2 separate regions of the Zea mays genome follow, and region 1 is linked to region 2. Evidence: chromatin contacts called from public Hi-C data. All regions are on one chromosome and are shown on one strand. Each heading gives the region's core, a stretch centred on a gene start, on an enhancer-like site or on the middle of the called end of the contact. The rest is flanking DNA. Distances are from core to core; before and after follow the strand shown. Region 1 holds the start of LOC103638375 (putative phospholipid-transporting ATPase 9). Region 2 holds the start of LOC103638373 (G patch domain-containing protein TGH homolog).

Region 1 (2,700 bases), core at 74-2,573, 170 kb after region 2:
TTCTTACGAATCAAATGACCAACCACAACAACGACACAACTATTGATCGAAATAACAATAACTTATCATGATTGTTCGAAGTCTTTGCCTATCTTATGGCTAAACTATATCCATTTTAGGCCTTGTTCGGTTATTGATATTACATGTGTATTGGAGTGTATTAGGTGGGATTGAAGTGAATTTTGACTTGTTATGGATTTAAACCGGCTCAATCCCACGAACAAGCCCTTAAAGTTTCTCAGATATTTTTTATCAAGCACTCATGAACCTTAAACTTACTCTAGAGGAAGAAGTTATAACTTTTCTAATAAAATATTGTCGGGTCTGCTCTATCATTATCGTCTTGTTCAACGTAGGATCTCAATGCACCAGGCATCTCTTCACTTTCCTAATAATAGGTAATAGCCACCAAACCCACGACGTGGACTTGCTATGTGTCACAACTCACATCTAATTTAGCGGTTGGTATGGTGCAGCAAAATGCATCAAGATGGTTTGACACCAGAGGTTTAGATGGTTTATCGCAGAAAAAAAGGTCAGTTAAGACAGTTAAACGTATAGACCATGTGCTGCACCTGCACAAGTAAACACAACTTCATGCTGGGCCATTATACTACCAAAATCATTAAAAGGAGTTAAAATAAAGAAATAAAAACATAGAAAACAGAAACTATACAAGCAGAACATTAACAGTAGAGCAAATAAACATATTATAGGGGTGGAGTATCATAATCAATAGGAGCATAATAAGCACAGTTTACATAAGACATCATAATAAGCAGTGACAATTAATTTTTTAAGAATATTAACAAAATATAAAAAAGAGTAAGACCCAAATCATTTCAAATTATGTTAATATTAGCAATTCAGGGCACATGTTATTATCATTAACAAGTGATCGGACTAAAGTTTTATTGTAACTAGGAATATACAGAATGCAAAAGTGTGTTTGGATCCTTGGACTAATGTTTGCTCCAGATTTTATATGATAATTAGAAGAACTAAATATAAGCTAATTACAAAACTAATTATATAAATTACAGCTAATTCACAAGACAAATTTATTAAGTCTAGTTAACCTATAGTTAGCATATACATAAAAGTATGCTAATCATGAATTAGGCATGTGATTAACCATGTCTATATAATTAGTTTTATAATTGACTTATATTTAGTTTTTCTAATTAATATATAAAACTCAGACTAAGCTTTAATCAAGCATCCAAACACGCACTAATATATTAGGCGAACACTAAAGACAAGGGAGGAAAGACATATCTGAGGGAGATATGACACGGCGGCAGCAGCAGATCCAGCTATCACCATGACGGACTCGGGGAGGAGGCCACCAACTACCAAACCCATCGCACACGTCCTGCTCCCCTCCCCTTCTCGTCGCGTCGGCATTGCATTGCACGCCTCGCCCGGCGCCTGCTCCCTTGCATTTTCCATTGACCTCCCCCCCGCCCCCTCTCGTCCGTCTCCTCCTCCCCAAAGCTTCGAATTTTCCCGAGCCGGAGCCACACCTTCTTTCTCCCCGCGTCCCACGATTCGCCGTCGGAAAGAGGCAAGGCAACGGAAACCGAGCCGTCCTGCGTGAGCTGGGGCGGGGTCCCCCGTCTGGGTGCCTTCCGTGCCACTCTCCTGCAACGCGGGGCGCATTGTCTTGCTGCCCCCTTGAGAAGGGAAGATTCCCGCCATCTATTAATCCTCCTCTCGTATGCCGTTTTCTGCCTGGGGAGGACACAAACGCAGCGCCGCGGGAAAGCCGGGCGCCGCATGGATCGAGGCATCCGGTGTTCCTGTCTCAAGACCCAGTTTTGGCGTCTTGGCGTAGCGGGACGGAGGAGGACGACGGGGTTTCGGAGCGCAGGGTCGCGGCGGCACGCCGGGATCTCCGAGGCGCCGCGCTGTTGAGTGTTGACGCCTTCTCGTTCCTGGGAGGAGGTGATTTCTCTGCTGAGGGCCTGGGGAGTCTCTTGGTTCAGTCCCTCTCCCTCTGCAGTTTATTTGCTTTTTTTAGGTAGGTGGAGTGTGGAGTTGTTGGGTGGGAGAGGGCCTGGAATTTATTTCGAGCTGCTTCTTTGGAGACCATTGTTTCTCGAATCTGAGTTCCTCTTCTTCGGAGGGAGTTGTCAATTGCGTTCTGATTGATTTGGACAAGATCGGAAGGAACTGGCACTCTCGGTGGGCGTACAAAAACTCTGAGCTTGTGGCCTTATCGACTTCTTGGGGGCATCTGGGAGTAGCTTCAGCGATTCACTTGAGTCTGGAGGAATGGCGCCGACCAAGAGGATGGAGAAGCTCAAGCTCAGCACATTGTTGACTTTCATGCGTTGCCACAGGGGCTCTAGTGATGACCACTCACGGATTGGGACAGTGGGGTTCTCCCGAGTCGTTTACGTCAACGAGCCTGATATGCTTGAAGAGGAGGGATTCAACTACCCCTTGAATGAAGTGTCGACGACAAAGTACACTCTGGCCACCTTCCTTCCCAAGTCCCTCTTCGAGCAGTTCAGGAGGGTGGCCAATTTCTACTTCCTTGTCTCTGGTATCCTTGCCTTGACTCCACTTGCACCTTACACGGCAGTGAGCGCGCTTGCACCGCTCTGTGTCGTGATTGTAGCCACCATGGCAAAAGAAGGGGTTGAGGACTGGCGGAGGAAACAACAGGTATCATTCTTGTGGTTTTTTGTTACA
Region 2 (2,700 bases), core at 178-2,677:
CTTCATCTGCTTCGAGAAGAGAAACAATGCTTTCTCCTCCAACCCTGACAATGGATATATCGTGAAAATATTTTTTCTTCATCCCTTCAATCTGTCCTTGTTTAACACTGGACTTTCCAAAAACAACATGGCTTGGCCTCCACGGCTGTTCTTCGGCATCTTCATTTCCACTCTCCACATCAAAGTTATCACTGTCGCTGGAATCTCTAGATAGCCCAGCCAACATCTCATTAGTGATTTTTTCAATGTTGGTCTTTTCCATTGCTTCGTAAAAACCAGCAGGTGTGGGGTCTACAATATGCTTTTCTCCAGCCATTTCGATGATGATCACAGAAAATACCGAAGCTCAAAAAATAATTGCGCTCACAAAAAAAGAAGGCTAAAATGACAATCATAGCACAAAATAGCTAGATGACACGAAAAATATTCACAGCGCAAACCTCTATATATATACTCAGATCTCCACTGGTCGGTGGGTCCCACGATTCAGAACAATTCGCTATTCTAGCGAAGGGAAGGTGTTTTTCGGACCTTCGGCTAAAGGTCCTCAAAAACACAACTAACCATTTGTTTTTAGTATAATATTGATTATTACAGGAGCTTCGTCATAAACAAAGATACATGATGAAAGTTGTTAGAGGTCTTCTCCTCCGATGAAGATACTATTTGACAGCTATACCAACGATTGCTGAAGTTACCATCGAAGATCAATAACTTTGGCTTAAAGTGATGACGAAGGTTAAAAAACATGGTGTGAGGTCAAGGAAGAAAAGACTAGTCAATCCCTGGTAGTTTATGTTATGATCATGTGTGCATATTAGGGTTATAAATGTAATTTTACCCGGGTTGTGTCCTATGCCTATAAATAGGTGAACAATATCACCGTACTGTTCACACTGGATTGTAACTACTCTCGCGTCAACACCTTCGAACAAACCGAAGATATCGATGTAATATAAATTATGTTAATGTTCATATGTATATTATGAAATACATATGTGTATGAATGAATAAATTACATTTATTATCTTTATGTACTCTTATTCTCATGAATGATGAAAGTGTGTCTTTTACGGACTTCGTCTGAAGATCATTATATCCAAAATAAAATAATGCTTCGGAGGACGAAAGTCCCTAATCTTTAACAATTGTATTGCCTTGTTCTTGATTCATAATATTTGAGAATAAGTGACCAACAAAATTTATCATTTTCGAATAACTGACAATTTCGATGCCATATTTCGACCGTTGGTTTTTCGTTTTAGTCCTGCTAGAAAAATGCGAAAACAAAATCAATTTAGCTGTTCTACCCGTAAGAGGGTGTTTGAATGCATTAGAGATAATTGTTAGTGGCTAAAATTAGTTGAGACATCGAAAGCCCCTAGCTATTTTTGATAAATTAGTTAATAGATAGATATCTATTTGTTTGCATTCAAATACCCATAATTCTCACGTAAACTGCAACGCCCTACAGCACAAAACTCAAATCGCAGTTCCCGTCCATCTGTCACCACCTCGCTCTCTACATTGCGGAACCCTATTCTCTCATCGCGCTCTCGCCTCACCGGCGCCGCCAATCCGCCGGCGAGCTAGGGCTTTCTGATCACTGGCCTCTCCAGTTTCCCGCCACCATGGGGGTCGACAGCGACGACGAGGATCTCGTCGTCTATGGGACGCCCATCGAGCGAGAGGAGGACACCTCCGCCCGCAAGCGCCGGGCCGTCGCCGAGGCTGGCCAACTCCGCGCCCTCCCTGCCTGGAAGCAGGAGGTCTTTCTCTCACCTCCCTCCTTCTTCTTCTCCACCTCCCAATCTCCCTATCCTGTATCTGTATCGTTGCGGTAGGACAGAATATGTGCTCTGTTACGGTGTTGGTATTGATGGATTCGAGATATACTAGGGCATGCAATTTCGTGAGTAGCAATGCAACAGGTGTTGCGTTTTTTTAATGTTTACGGTTTGTGGAGCAACTGGGGTGCATTTGGTTGTGACCAAGAGAGACTGCACATACTCTTCCATTTGGGGTTTGCTCACATGTCTGCTGCTATGTTTAGCTTTGGTGGCACATATTATAAATAGAGCTGTGCTAATTTTCTGCTTGTACCACTGGGGTTGGGGTGAAAGCAAGTTCGAGTTTTTTAGGGCAATCGGCTTTATGCCCAGTTTTGTTAGTTGGGCAATATGTCAACTAGGAAAATTCAGAGACAGAATAATGGTCCAAATTGTGAATTATATCTGCCTACTCCCTCCGTCCCAAATTATAAGTCGTTTTAGGTGCATAGAAAGCTATGCACCTAGAAAAGACAAAACCACTTATAGTTTGGGACGGGCGGAGTACTTCTCAAATGAGATGATTAATTCCATCATCCTGCAGAATACTGTCAATCCTGTTGTTTATCCTTGTGTATGCTTGTTAGTCAAACCATATTTCAGTAACTAATTCCTTGATTGTGAGTTACTGCTGATCTCATAATGGAATGGGTTTTCATGTAGTTCAGATGTGTTTTTTACTCAACTATTTCTCTATTAGTTTCTAGGTTACTTACGTGGATGCTATTTATCTGTCTGGACTTTGGATAGTGCAATGTTGGCTCAAAAGAAAAAAAGATAGACCTGGTGCTGAAGGCTCCGGGGTCTGGGAAAGGGATAAACAGAGGCAAGCCTTCTTCCCACAATTGCGGAGAGGCTGCTTTCAACACAC

The links. A called contact is a pair of places that touch in the nucleus more often than the background predicts.
Region 1: a contact with region 2 is called in a Hi-C map of ear, with 3 times the contacts expected there. The contact joins the promoter of LOC103638375 here to the promoter of LOC103638373 in region 2. A contact is called at or near these places in 4 of 25 Hi-C or Micro-C datasets (ear, leaf and tassel).

Annotation. Positions count from the first base shown.
Region 1 is chr9:51,550,804-51,553,503 of Zm-B73-REFERENCE-NAM-5.0, forward strand. LOC103638375 (putative phospholipid-transporting ATPase 9) reads left to right here and starts at 1,324. Exons shown (of 11, transcript XM_008661309.3): 1 at 1,324-2,673. The coding sequence starts at 2,278.
Region 2 is chr9:51,384,682-51,387,381 of Zm-B73-REFERENCE-NAM-5.0, forward strand. It overlaps LOC103638373 (G patch domain-containing protein TGH homolog), which reads left to right and starts at 1,428. Exons shown (of 16, transcript XM_008661305.4): 1 at 1,428-1,769. The coding sequence starts at 1,632.